Regions from separate parts of the Mus musculus genome. Here regions 1, 3 and 4 are each linked to region 2. The links are chromatin contacts, called in public Hi-C maps. All regions are on one chromosome and are shown on one strand. The core of a region is the stretch at or near the end of the contact, and the rest is flanking DNA. Distances in the headings are between cores, read along the strand shown.

Region 1 (3,184 bases), core at 240-2,739, 380 kb before region 2:
AACTCTTTCCTTTGACCCTTCCCCTACCTTATACCTCCTGTTGCCATTCCCACCCCTACCCATCCAGACCCCTCCACCCTCTCCACCTCTACATCTTGACATATTTTTTTTAACCCATATAGTATCTGAGTAAAGGAAAAGGATTCTTCTTATAATTTTGTCTCAGCAAAGGGTCAAATGTGATAGGAGGAATAGGTAAAGAAAATAATCAAGGGAGGGAAAAGTAACACAAAATTCTTTTCAAAAAAGTTGCATGGAAATCTACTACTGTGGAAGAATGTACACATATTATATGTATATATACATTACACACACATATACATTTAAAACTAAAGCTACAGTTCTTATTCTTGTTTAATGGTTGGGTCAGAAACTCAGTAAGTTTACTTTTACTATCACTCACTGTTTAAAATATACGAGCTTTGCTCTATGGTTGGAAATTTTACATCATTTCTTTTTATCCTTAAAAAGCACATTTCCATTCAATTTCCCCTAAAGTGTTTTTTTCTAATGCTTTTTATATCTAAAACACTTTTGGGTTTTACCTTTTCATATTTCCTTTCTGATAGATATGAAATGGGTTATGGTTTTTAGAGTTGTTGGTCAGTGAGGTCCTATAGCTCTTACAATAGTACAGGCTGTTGCCAATGCTCTTGGTAACCTTTTAGAACTTTGTGGTAAGACCCTATCTGAAGACATTATATGCTTGAGTCATGGAACATAGAGATATCAAGCTGATACTGACCTGAAGCCTTCAATCCTACTACTTCTGTTCTCTCCCTATGGGATTGACATTGCTTTCAGTGTAACTTTTATCTGGGCTCAGGTAGCAATGTCTGGTCATCAGACTTCTGAGTACTAATGTAATAAAAATAAGGATGCAACCTATGTACTCTAAAAAGTAGATATCCCTTCCGTGATGAAGGAATGTTCTTGCAAGTGGCATCTCCTCCAGCCAATAAATACCCTGAGTGTCTATTGGTCTCCTTTGGATTTTGATGTTATGTGATCCTCATTTGGTTGGGTTATTCCCATGCTTTTAATCACCCTTACTCTTTAAAAACTGCCAGTTTTGAACGAAGCACAAAACAAAACCAAGCACTGTAAAAATTTAGGAGCTGTAGATGTTTTGTCACGTGGCTTTTATGGAGTAGCAGACCCAGTGAGACTTGTTCCATCAGTGACAGGTTCAAATCCTGTTCAAGTCCTTGCAGATAGATTACATCCCACATACTGGGGCTTTTGGAGCAAGACTCTAACTCTATCTCCAGACAATGGCCTTCAAGATAGGTCTTGGCTTTAAATCAGGCCTCAGAAGAAACTAGTGGTTAACTGCAGATCACCAAGTGACCATGGGACCCGAGTTTCCCATCATGAACTCTTATTAGCCCTGCTAAACCATAAAGGTTGGCTACCAGGATTAAGCAGCTCAAATGTCCATGGCCTCTAGTATTACAATATTTCTCTTCCTCTTTTACTGTGGTGTCATAGGGGAATTCCCCCTGATGAGTAAGAAAATGCTTGGTCTGTTTTACAGACACTGCCTTCATGTGGATTGTGCTTGTGTTACAACCCATTTGAGGGGTATCTCAGAAGGATAACTGTGAAAGGAAATCTCAGTAGGCATAAGTTTGAGCAGTGCAGCTTCTTGCTTACTTTATTTTGGAGAACATATTCTGCATCTCCAGGTTAATTTAGCCTTGTTGCTTTAAAGAATACCTACGCACCTCAGTGTAAGTAGCCCTCAAAGTTGTAGGTTCTATATGGCGAAGATTCTGATGCTAATCTTGTTCTGTTTTACCTACTCCCATTCTCAGCATTGTTCTGGTTTTGGACACACACAGTATCTGAGCCAGACAAGGGAGTCCAGACCACTTGGTGGGCTGTAGCTGATAGTGTCACTGGGAGGGAGGCAAGTATAATGAATAGGATGAAATGCTTGCAAAGTTAAGAGTGCAAGTAGGCTTTTATGAATGTGGAAAGACATGAAAATATTTGTCTCCTATGAATGTTCACCAAAGGGTTACTTCAGCAGATGAGAACTTAGCAATTAAGTATATGGGAAAAGTCATTCTTTTGGGTACTAGTTAGTCTTTTCCCACAATAACTCTTTGCTGTTGCCCATTGATCTCATGAGCAAAGTGGTCCTCATAGCAGAGTAGAGATTACTCATGAACTCAGCAACCTGACTTCTGCTCACCAAGGTTGACCCAGTCGTGACTGTTGCTGTATAGCCACTCTTGTCAGCAGCTGAGACAAATGAGCTGTTCTGAGGTTTGTTTTATTTGGCTTCTTCTATCAAGAAAGATGTAGCATTTCTTCCTTGATGGAATAGCCACTGACCATATCCGATGAGAGCTTGTCTTCTCTGTGTACAATGTTTCTGTCTTGGAATTTCCTGAGTGATAAAGACAGTGACTTTGTGATAACGGAATGACTCACAGTGGGACATTTGGTAGTGAACACGAGTGAAATGACCCAGGATATGGATCTGGTCACTCAGAAAAGCCAACCATATCATTAGAGAGATTGAGGCTTTGAACCATGGTGATATTGGCCTGACTTCTGGAAAGCAATAGAGGAAGTTGGGATCAAACATGTGGGCAGGATACTATTCCTATCAGCGATGCCTATGAAATGAAATTATAATAAAACTCTGGAGCATGGCACATGGGTGGGCTTCACTAATTGCTACTTCTCTGCATGCTGCCACACACTATAGGGGAAATAAGGACAAGAGTGTTGAGGAGAGGACAGCAGAGGCTTCAAATACCAAACTCTCCCAGAGCTTGCCTTGTGCGATTCTCTAATCGTTTTTTAAGCCTGCAATAATTAATATAGTGACATGAAGTAGTTTAGTAAATTATTAAACCAGTAAGGGTGGTAAGAAACTTGCCCCCTTAGGTGGGTCATGGTGGCACCTTTAATTCCAGCACTCTAGAGGCAGAAGCAAGCAGACAGATCTCTGTGATTTTAAGGACTACAGAGCTAGTTCTAGGACTGCTAGAGTTATGCAAAGAAATTCTGTCTCAAAACAACAATGAAAACAAAGAAATAAATACACAAAAAAGAAACCTGGCTCCCTGAGAGTGGATAATTGGAGTAAGGCTGGCCTTTGGAGAGGGCCCCTGCACTGGCAGCCAGTGTCTGAAGAGCTGTGTTTTAATTTGAGAAGTTTGGCTCA
Region 2 (3,428 bases), core at 795-3,294:
TAGAAATACTGATAATTTTAATTGAAAAGGGAGACTATAGAAGGCAGATCTAAATGTTACTTTTCTGTGTAAACAGACTCACACCTGATCTTGAAACAGACACTTGAAGAAAACTTCAGAAGTCCAGAGCCCTAGTTTTTTGTCCACCTGAAATATGTGACTTCAACCAAGTCGTTTCAGCTTTTGGGACTTTCCTTTTCTGCTTAAGAGGGCTATGGCTCTTGATGTGCCTAGACAGATAACATGGTCAAATGTTCAGTAGTTTGAACTCCACAGGTCTCTTTAGCATTGGTTTTCTGTACCTGAACACTGAAAAAAAACATGTGTATGAATAAACAGAGTTGTGATACAGTAAGCTTGGGGCTTACTTTTCTGAGTTAGAAACAGCGTATTCATTCTTGTGTGCATGCATGTGCACACATACATGCATTGAAAGCCAGAAGACAACCTCAGATCTCAGGGTATGGTCATATTTTTGAGACTCAACCTGGCTTGGAGCTTGCCATGTAAGCTAAGCTGGCTAGCTAGCAAGTCACGGATGTCTGCCTATCTCTACCTCCCCAGAGCTGGAGTTACAAGCATGAGCTACGACAACCAAGACTTTATTTATACGTGGTCTTCTAGGACTCAAATTCAGGTTTTCTTAACCTCTGAGCTATCTCTCCAGCCCTCATCCATATTTTTGTAATCCTTGCAAGTAATGCAATGCAAATAATATTCATCAAGATCCACTTATGCTCATCATCACGGAAGTCACAACATTCAACCCACCAGTTATTGCTAATGGGGTGTGTGTGTGTGTGTGTGTGTGTAATCATGAATATTTTGAAAACCGTATTTCAATATAACTGGCTCCTTTGTAACCCTGCACTTTGCTCTCTATGAGGCACTGTTCTGAGGAAAGGTTTTTGAGCTTCATCCCATTACCAACAGCTCCTCGTCAGCTTGACATAGTTTCAGTGAGTAGATTTTTCTAGAATTTTCTAGCCATTTGGTCACTTCTCACAGTGACTCTAGACTCTCCCCAGCAAGTCCATACCTGTAATCTAGACTTCATGCCACACCTGGTAATCAAGACTCCCACCAAGACTCCCACCTAAAACAACACGCACCGGGTGCTTATACAATGTGAGTTTGACACCTTATAGAAAGAGGTTTACGGAGCTACCACCTGCCGGATCTCGCACGGCACAGCGGTTTCGTATGTCCCTCTGCTAAACCTAGTGTGCTCCAGCATATGCTACTGTGTAGTTCCTAAGGACTGCCAGTGACAGGCCAAGTACCTGAAAGTAGTGGGAAATTCTCCTTTGTGAGGTAGGAGCAAGTTTTATACCCTTACAAAATGCAGAAGTCTTGAATAGCTGAGTGGTTAATTACTGTCTCCTCTCCCCCACCCCCCAACCTGGCTGCTCTTTGTCTCTTTCTCTCTTGCCTTCCAACATAGACTCTGCAAGGCATAGGCAGCAAAGATTCGTCAGGGCTGGATTGATGGAGAGTATGATCTCTTGCTCCTTCTCAGCATCAGGTGGGTTTAACTCTTAAAGAAAGAACCACAGTCTGCCCGAGGTGGTCCTGCCATGACTCAGACTCCAAGGAGCGATGTTAAATTGAAATTCTAGAACAGACATGCAAATAGGTTTCCTCTTGAGTGCCCAGCATCCCTGTGTCACCCGTGGGAGTCGCTGGCCGAAACGTAGAATGAGAAGAATCTCAACAAGAAGAAATGCCACAGTGAACTGACAGTGCTCATCGAGGCTATGAAGGTGACGACATACGTCACAACGTGTCATTTACATGCTTGAGGAAAGCATAGCAGCTGCCAGAGGAGGTGCCACCTACGTATTTTCATGAAAAAAAAAAATCACTGGAAGGGGAACCATGAAAGAAAGCTAGACCCCAAGAAACCTTCTGTTTACTGGCTGGCTCTTCACACTCAATGGGCCTCGAAGATGTCACCCGTTCTGGTCAAATGGCTCAGTATCATGAGCTTTCTAATAGGCAAGAGACTTAAAAGCATAATGACAACAACTAACCCACTTGGAAACGCCCTTGTCATGACTAGCTGATCAAATGAAACTCTGAGTCCTTTTCTAGACCGCATCAACAGTGTCACTCACGATGGGCAAAAAGATCTCAACAGTTCACCTTAAAAAAAAAAAAAAAATTACCCATAAGACCCAGAAACCAGCGACTGCTCTAACGCAAGCACTCCGGCACCGGTGGCCTCAGCTGCTTCGTCTTTCTAGTCATAGTGCCCTTTTGAGCAAGGGTCACTCTTACTCCTAAGAGGAAAGTCGATCTGACTCACTTTCAGAAACTGAAAGCACACTGTGTCCACAAGAGCCGGGACGCTTACTGTAAAACCACAAAACCACATCAGAATTCTTCAGCTGCTCAGGAAGGAAAAGAGTCAGTGGGCCGAAAAAAAACCTCATCCAGACTTCTCCACACTTCGCCCTCCAGAGGACTCACGGGCTTTGCTAAGAGACTGGGAGCCAAGAACAGATTTCCGCAGCCAGTGTAGACTGGGCCTCCGGCTTCTGTTACTGAAAACAGGAGACAATGGCCCAAGGCTCCTTCGGGAAGCAGCACAGCTTTGGTTTTATTGACTCTTCCCTCTTTCTTGTCATTTTCTTCCCCAAATATCCATCCCAGGTCTAAATGTCTGTTACTCAGTTAGTTTGTGCTAGCTGGTATGCCGAGATTAAGAGTGGGACTTTGCTCTGGATCGGGTTCTTTCAGGATTCCAATAGGATGCTTTAATAATTTTATTCTATGGTTGTGTGGAGAACAAACCCAGGCTGACACTTTCATTGGTGAGGTAGCAGGAATCATTGACATTAACAAGAAGGATAACGGATTCCTCTTGACTATCCACCCCTCTTCCCTCAACCCTTCCGGTCCACGACTCAGGGGGCAAAATCCGAATCTTGTGATTTCACGGTTTTCTGCTGCCACCTGGTGATGGCTTACAACCAAGCAGTGGTTCTCAATCTTCCTAATGCTGAGACCCTTTTACACAGTTCTTCACACTATGGTGACCACCTCCCAGCCATGAGTGTATTTCGTCGCTATTTCATAAATGTAATTTTGCTACTGTTGTGAATTGTAATGTAAATGCCTGATATGTAGGGTATCCGTGACCCCCCCCCAAGGGGTCGTGACCCACAGGTTGAGAACTAGAGTTTCCGCAGCCTGAATTTCTGCCATCCTCAGGCTGGCACACGGGGAAGACAAAATGGAAGATCCCAGACCACTCTATAAGCACCCTGAACCCCCAGAGGAAGCCTGGTGGCAAGATTATAGGATAACCCTCACCTCTTTTCTCTCTCCTGTGTCTGCTTAGCCCAGGTAGTTACTACAGATGGAGGACGGGTGATAGAGGAGAGCCCAACTCTTCCCCATGCACCTCTAGAGAGACCGCAGAG
Region 3 (3,110 bases), core at 104-2,603, 410 kb before region 2:
TCTAGACAGGTCTACCCTTAACTTTAGTACTTGCTCCTTGGAGCCACACTTTCTGCCCCACCCCATACTTGACCTCCATCTATCTCTGAGATGTTTGTTTGAGGTCATTCCAATAAACCAGGAGAACAGATGGATTTCAAGTCTGATTCATGCTTTCTGTTATTTCAAAATGTGTAGATTGTGTGATTTTAGCATCCACACCCTTGTCAACAGCACATCAATGTTATCACAAGGCACACAGTGGTTAGGAAATCTGACTGTGCTTGATCCCTGACAAACTAAGCCTCTGTACCAATGATTTTTATTCTATGTAGCTGGGCCACTGACTCCTTATTGCTCCTAAGATCTCTTAAAGTAATCAAGGAATAGCATGTTACTAGATGGTATGTGAATATAATGGAAACATTTTGTTTATGGATATGATCTGAGCTTCCAAAACCAGGCTGGGAAGCCTTCTTGTGCTTTTTAGCATCATATTAAACCCTCCACCCTGTATCTTCTGGGTTGTTTTCTTCTAACAGATATCACAAAGACTAGACTTCTCTTGCTCATTGTTGTTTCTTTACAACCTGGAACATAGAAATGTTAATACATATCCATTCTCTAACTAAGCTTTGAGAAGTAGAAATATCCCCTCACAAATCTTCTGGGAAGAAAGGGAAGTATTAAGACCAGCTTTGGGGAGCACCATTTACCCAGGATTCAGTGTCTCATTGAGATGCAGTACTGAAGGTAAGTGGGCCATTCAATATTTGACTCTCTGCTACTTTGATTCATCCACACCATTCTTCTTGTTGCTCTGAAATCATGTTAGGCAATGTTTTCTCCCGCAGGTCAGATAAAGTTGATGATAGCCAAGAATGATTCTCTCCTGTACTATATCTTACCAGTTAACAGATCTGTCATACTTTATATAACTTACATGACAATTACTGCACTAGTGTGTAGTTCATGAGGCTTTTAAGGTTGATTTGGACCACTGTAAAACTCAGTGTTTGTGTGTATGTGCATGTGTGCATGCACATGCAAGTCTGTGTCTCTGTGTGTTACACTCTATCTCTGTAACCCAGTGCGAGCTCCTTGAAGATGAAGACATGCGCATCTGACATCTTTTATCTCTGACTCTAGTACTTACAACATAATGCTGTCTACAGCAGGAATTTCATAGTGGTCTGGTAGATCAAAACTCATAATCAGATATTCAGGGTAGGATAGTTGAATGAGCTTGTAACTGTCACTCCCTGTCGCCAAGGTGTTACAATTCTCTCTAAGTATGTTGGCTTCCCAGCTCTGTGTGGTTCACTTACCCCCAATCCCTTCCTCTAAAAGGCTCCCCAGGGTAATGCAAATGTGGGCTTGTTACTCATAGCAGCTTTTACTTCCTTTTATCATCACCACAGTGTAATGCAGAATTATCATATTCTGATTGCTTGTGTAAAATGTGGGAATAGGGAAGTCATATGTACCTTCTCTTGTGATTAGTCTTACTGAACTTGGGAGTGCTATTGTTCTATGATGGTTGAAATACTCTATCCTGCCCTGTTCAGTGAGGCAATCTCAAGCCAGATGTAGTTACTGAACACTTGAAATGTAGTTACTATGAAAGAGGAACCATATTAACTGCATTTGATTTTAACTAGCCTGTATTTCAATGTAAAAATCACACATGACATATAGCGACAGTACTGAATAGTGAGTGCATTGTTAGAAGTCTTTCCATAAAACAAACTTGGTTTTATTGATATTCTGTGTCCTTTCTATTTAAATATGTTCCTTTATTACCTCTTTTATTTCAAATTCTTTCTTGCCTTGACTTGTTTGTCCTCTCAATATTCAACACTGCTTCTAAGCTGAAGGTTTCTGCAGCTCATCAACACTCTCTAGCTCGGTCTTCTTTTCAGATAACTTGAGAATTAGAAGAAGTGTTTACTATACCAGGGCAAACACACCTCTGTTGAAAGTTTAAATCATGATTCAACTGAATATATAGAATAATTTAAAATGAAAAATCCTGGCAATATGGAGCTTGATAATATATGCCTATGCTCTTCTATAAAATCATGTCTTTAGTTTTTCTCTCTGCACATTTTACTGTCTTTGAAGGCTACTTGGGTAGGTGTAGAAAAGTTTAACTTGTCCATGTCTTTTGATTTTAGGTCAGGAGTCAGCAAGCCTATTTTGATGAAGTGACAGAGTGACTATTATCTCTGTCATAATTAATTTTGCTGTTGTAGAGTTAGTAGGTAAAGAAATGGCATTTCTATGTTCTAATAAAGTAAAAATAAAAATAAAATAAAAACCAGTAAGCCTAGTTCAACCTCTAGTTTATAGTTTCTTGGCAGTTATAAGTAATTCTCTTATAAATAGCACATGATTTATCCTCTTATAATACAAAATTGTCAATGAAAAATTTAAGTCTCATAAGAAAGACTAAGGGAGACATCACAAGACAGAAGACTTCCCATTCTCATGGATGGGAACAACTGATGTGATTGAAATGTCTACCCTACCAAAATTAATTTATAGATACAATGCAATTTCAATAAAAATCCCCATGGCATTCATCATGGAAATAGAAAAAAATACTAAAATTCATATGGAATCATAAAATACCCAGACAGCCAAGGTAATGCTGAATGAAAAGAACAGTGCTGGAAAGATTCCCATTTCAGATTTCAAGCTGTTTTACAGAGCTATAGTTAAAAAGAAACAAAACACAACAATCAGACAAACCAACACGGTACTGACCCCGAATGAACTTGTAGATCAATAGGCCAAATTGAAGATCCAAATATTTGCACATGTGGTTACAGTCATCTGACGTCTTGACAAAGATGCCAAAGATACACACCAGAATACAGATAACATCCTCAAATGGACTGGGAAAACTGAATGTCCACATGGAAAACAATCTAATTAAATCCATATTTATCATTCTGCACAAAAATCAGCTCTGGATTTCAGTGTGAAACTTGAAGCATTGAAGCTACTGTAAGAAAACATAGGCACAGCCCTGGTATGGGTACATACAGTGACTGTTGGTAGGGGGTAGGGGTTCATACACTCAGGAATTAAGGACCTCATAAAATTAAACTTTTCTACAGCAAAGT
Region 4 (3,268 bases), core at 401-2,900, 430 kb before region 2:
CCTTCAGTTTTTGAAGGCAGGCTTTCTCTTTGTAGCCCTGGCTGTCCTAGAACTTGCTCTGTAGACCAGCCTGGCCTTGATCTCAGAGATCTACCCTCCTCTGCTTGTCTCCTGAGTACTGGGATTAAAGGCATGGGTCACCACTGCTCAGAAGTCTATCTTTTAAAACTAAGGGCCTCTTATCCTCCTACCTCTAAAGGTTGCCTGCTTCCATTCTTTCTGCTGGCCCTCAGGGCTTCAGTCCTTTCCCCCAACCCAATATCTGATCATGTTCCCCTCTTCCCCTCCCTGTCTCCTTTCCCACCCAGGTCCCTCCCTCTCTCCCTGCTCCTGTGATTGCTTTCATCTCTCTCCCAGTGGGACTGAGTGGCATCCTTACTTTGGCCCTTCAGTTTGTTAACCTTTTTGAGATTTGTAGATTGTATCCTGAATATTCTGTATTTTTTTGGTTAATATCTACTTATTAGTGAGTACATACCATTAAGAGAACAGATAGTGACTGGAATGTAAAAAAAAATGCAAGTAATAAAAAAAAGAAAAAGCTATGATAGCTATACTTTTGTCATCAAGAAGTTACATCAATATTCTAATGCCTAAGCATAGAGAGGAACAGAGAGTGGAAGGAAAATGTCTCCGTCTATGTACCGACATCTTAGTTATGTTGGAGAAGAAAATCCAGTGGAGAAATAACTTCACTGATTTCACAAAATTGTTTTGCGTTTTCACAGCTCATAAGATTGTTTCCCCCAGAAACATACAGGTTTCTAATGCTGAGTTTCACTTTCAAATGTCGAAAAGTTTACTCCCTGGTATCTTTAATGGTACACTAATAACTCAAAAGTGATTTGGATAGTTTCTGTAGTTTATTTTCTGTTGGTTTCCAGTGTCATTCCACCATGTAATGATAAAATAGAAATTATTTTTATTTTTTTGTATCTGCTAAGATTTCTTTGTTGAACCAAGCATGGTGGGGCACACCTTTAATTTGAGCAGATCTCTGTGAGTTTGAGGCCAGCCTGGTTTACAAAGCAAGCCCAGGACAACCAGGGCTATGACTCAGAGAAACCCTATCTTGAAAAACAAAACCAGAAACAAACAAACAAGAACAAGAATCAACAACAAAAAAATTCTTTTCTAGAATGTGGTTTATGTTAGAAATGGCTTTATAGAGAATATGAGAATATATACTATCTGTCAAATACAATAATACTAGATATCCATTAAGTCCTTTTAACCTACAGTGTAATTCAACTGCAGGATCTTTGTTGGTTTTTTTTCAATTTGATGACCTAAAGACGATAGCAGGAAGTTGAAGCCACCCACTTGTGTTGTATCATGACCTGTCTGAGCTGCTGTGCCCATTTGTTTTCGTGTTAAGAGAATGGGAGCTCTAACAGTCAATGCACATGTAATTGCCATTGCTATATCTTCTTAATAAGCATTCCCTATATTAATATGCAACATGTCTCCTTATCTCTTCTAGCTAACTTTGTTTTGAATTCCACTCCATCAAATAACAGAATAACTATATAACTAACAAAGCAGCTTGGTTTGGGCTTCTGTTTTCTTGATAACCTAGCTTCTATCCTTTGACCTACACTCTGTGGGCGTCTGTTCTAGTTAGCTGAGTTTTCTGGAACAAGTAGACAGTTGGATTCTGCCTTTGAAGGCAGACAGTCATGTAGGACATGTGTCTTTATAGATAAGCTGGAGCCATTTACTTTTAAAGGGATTATTGAGAAAGGCTTACCGATTCCTGTCATCTTGCTGGTGGTTTTTATGGTTACTTAGATCATATTTGTTGTTTTTCTCTCCTCTACCACGTATTGGTGTTTTCCTCATTCACTGTGTTCCATGTGATAGTCTCTTTTCCAGCTCTTGTTTGTTAATCTGTTCCTCTCATCAGATTTCACTGCTTCCTAAGCTCTTATGAATGAAACTGTGCTGCTTCCTTCTCTGAAAACAGAATCCCTTTGAGCCTCTTCTGTAGTGCTGGCATGAACTACCTTGGTTTGTGCTTGCAGTAAACTGCTCTCTAAATATTTTATTGATACCCATAGATCTGTGGCACTCTACCCATGTCAGAGAAACTTCTTTTAGCAGTGGGCAGAAGTCGATTAGAGAATCACAAGTAGTAAAAAAATAAAAAATGCTAAGAAGAATTGATTGTGAGTGCTTAGCCCTGAAGGGACACTTAACACACACACACACACACACACACACACACACACACACACACACTGCCAAAGCTGTAGGATAGGAGTTGCTGTGAGATGCTTTCTGCTGGACATGACATGAGTCATGAAATGTCTTAGTCCGTGTTTGAAATGTTCTTACTTCTCCATCAGTGTTCAGTTTTCCTTTGGACAGCCTTCACATCTTGTAGTAGTCAGCCAACACAAAATAGATTCTGTGCATGTGCTTTATTATTTTCTGAGAGAGAGAGAGAGAGAGAGAGAGAGAGAGAGAGAGAGAGAGAGAGAGAGAGAGAGAGCACCGAGAGAGATATATATCATGAAGTTGGGTGGGTAGGGAGGGAGTTTGGGAGGAGTTGTGAGACATAATATAATCAAAACATACTGTATGAAAAATTTAAAAAATTAAAACTTAAAAAGATTTTCTGGATACAGTAATCTTGTTTGTAGTTATTTACTTTCTAGGTTTGAAATACATTATTCCTCTCTTTTCTTGTCTTCTAAGTCTGATGATTTGTTTGTTGTTGTAGGTGAATTGGTATTTTTTCCCCTTTACAGCTTTTTTTTTAAAAAGAGATTTATTTATTTATTTTCTGTATGTGAGTGCACTGTAGCTCTACGGATGGTTGTGAGCCTTCATGTGGTTGTTGGGAATTGAATTTCTAGGACCTCTGCTTGCTCAGGTCAACCCTGCTCGCTCCAGTCAGCCCCCGCTCCAGCCCAAAGATTTATTTATTATTATACATAAGTACACTGTAGCTGTCATCTGACATACCAGAAGAGGGCATCAGATCTCATTATGGGATTTGAACTCAGGACCTTTGGAAGAGCAGTCAATGCTCTTACTGAGCCATCTCGATAGCCTCCCTTTACAGCTTTTAATATTGCTCCTGTGCTTCTTGTTCTGACATCTTAACTATAACACATCATGGAGATGTTCTTCTCCAGTGATGTGTATTGCAGAGTTCTAAATACCCCTTGTGTTTTGAAATCCATTTTTCTCTTAAATTGAAAAAAAAATCTGTTTTATTGAATAGTTTAGTTATACCTTTAGTTTTTATACATTTCCTACT

Evidence for each region. A called contact is a pair of places that touch in the nucleus more often than the background predicts.
Region 1: a contact with region 2 is called in a Hi-C map of bone marrow-derived macrophages, with 27 read pairs. The contact joins two enhancer-like sites. A contact is called at or near these places in 2 of 15 datasets of contacts at CTCF or cohesin (CD8 T cells and large pre-B cells), 1 of 484 Hi-C or Micro-C datasets (bone marrow-derived macrophages), 5 of 115 datasets of contacts at active chromatin or transcription factors (CD8 T cells, bone marrow-derived macrophages, embryonic fibroblasts and 1 more) and 1 of 9 other capture datasets (embryonic stem cells).
Region 3: a contact with region 2 is called in a Hi-C map of bone marrow-derived macrophages, with 22 read pairs. The contact joins two enhancer-like sites. A contact is called at or near these places in 1 of 15 datasets of contacts at CTCF or cohesin (CD8 T cells), 1 of 484 Hi-C or Micro-C datasets (bone marrow-derived macrophages), 5 of 115 datasets of contacts at active chromatin or transcription factors (CD8 T cells, embryonic stem cells and pancreatic cancer cells) and 1 of 9 other capture datasets (embryonic stem cells).
Region 4: a contact with region 2 is called in a Hi-C map of the G1E-ER4 cell line, with 4 times the contacts expected there. The contact joins two enhancer-like sites. A contact is called at or near these places in 3 of 15 datasets of contacts at CTCF or cohesin (CD8 T cells, large pre-B cells and pro-B cells), 30 of 484 Hi-C or Micro-C datasets (the AML12 cell line, B cells, the BV-2 cell line and 18 more) and 6 of 115 datasets of contacts at active chromatin or transcription factors (CD8 T cells, Th17 cells, bone marrow-derived dendritic cells and 2 more).

What each region holds. Positions count from the first base shown.
Region 1 is chr1:161,349,677-161,352,860 of GRCm38.p6, forward strand. No RefSeq gene overlaps it. Among named protein-coding and RNA genes, the nearest start is that of Tnfsf4, 44 kb to the right of the region's middle. Within about 2 kb of position 1,490, at least 25 of the 459 cell types and tissues checked have an H3K27ac peak or open chromatin away from gene starts, as enhancers often do. A contact at or near this core is called in bone marrow-derived macrophages, where this site is marked.
Region 2 is chr1:161,732,712-161,736,139 of GRCm38.p6, forward strand. No RefSeq gene overlaps it. Among named protein-coding and RNA genes, the nearest start is that of Gm31869, 33 kb to the right of the region's middle. Within about 2 kb of position 2,045, at least 158 of the 459 cell types and tissues checked have an H3K27ac peak or open chromatin away from gene starts, as enhancers often do. A contact at or near this core is called in the G1E-ER4 cell line and bone marrow-derived macrophages, where this site is marked.
Region 3 is chr1:161,328,023-161,331,132 of GRCm38.p6, forward strand. No RefSeq gene overlaps it. Among named protein-coding and RNA genes, the nearest start is that of Tnfsf4, 66 kb to the right of the region's middle. Within about 2 kb of position 1,354, at least 19 of the 459 cell types and tissues checked have an H3K27ac peak or open chromatin away from gene starts, as enhancers often do. A contact at or near this core is called in bone marrow-derived macrophages, where this site is marked.
Region 4 is chr1:161,305,616-161,308,883 of GRCm38.p6, forward strand. No RefSeq gene overlaps it. Among named protein-coding and RNA genes, the nearest start is that of Prdx6, 56 kb to the left of the region's middle. Within about 2 kb of position 1,651, at least 10 of the 459 cell types and tissues checked have an H3K27ac peak or open chromatin away from gene starts, as enhancers often do. A contact at or near this core is called in the G1E-ER4 cell line, where this site is marked.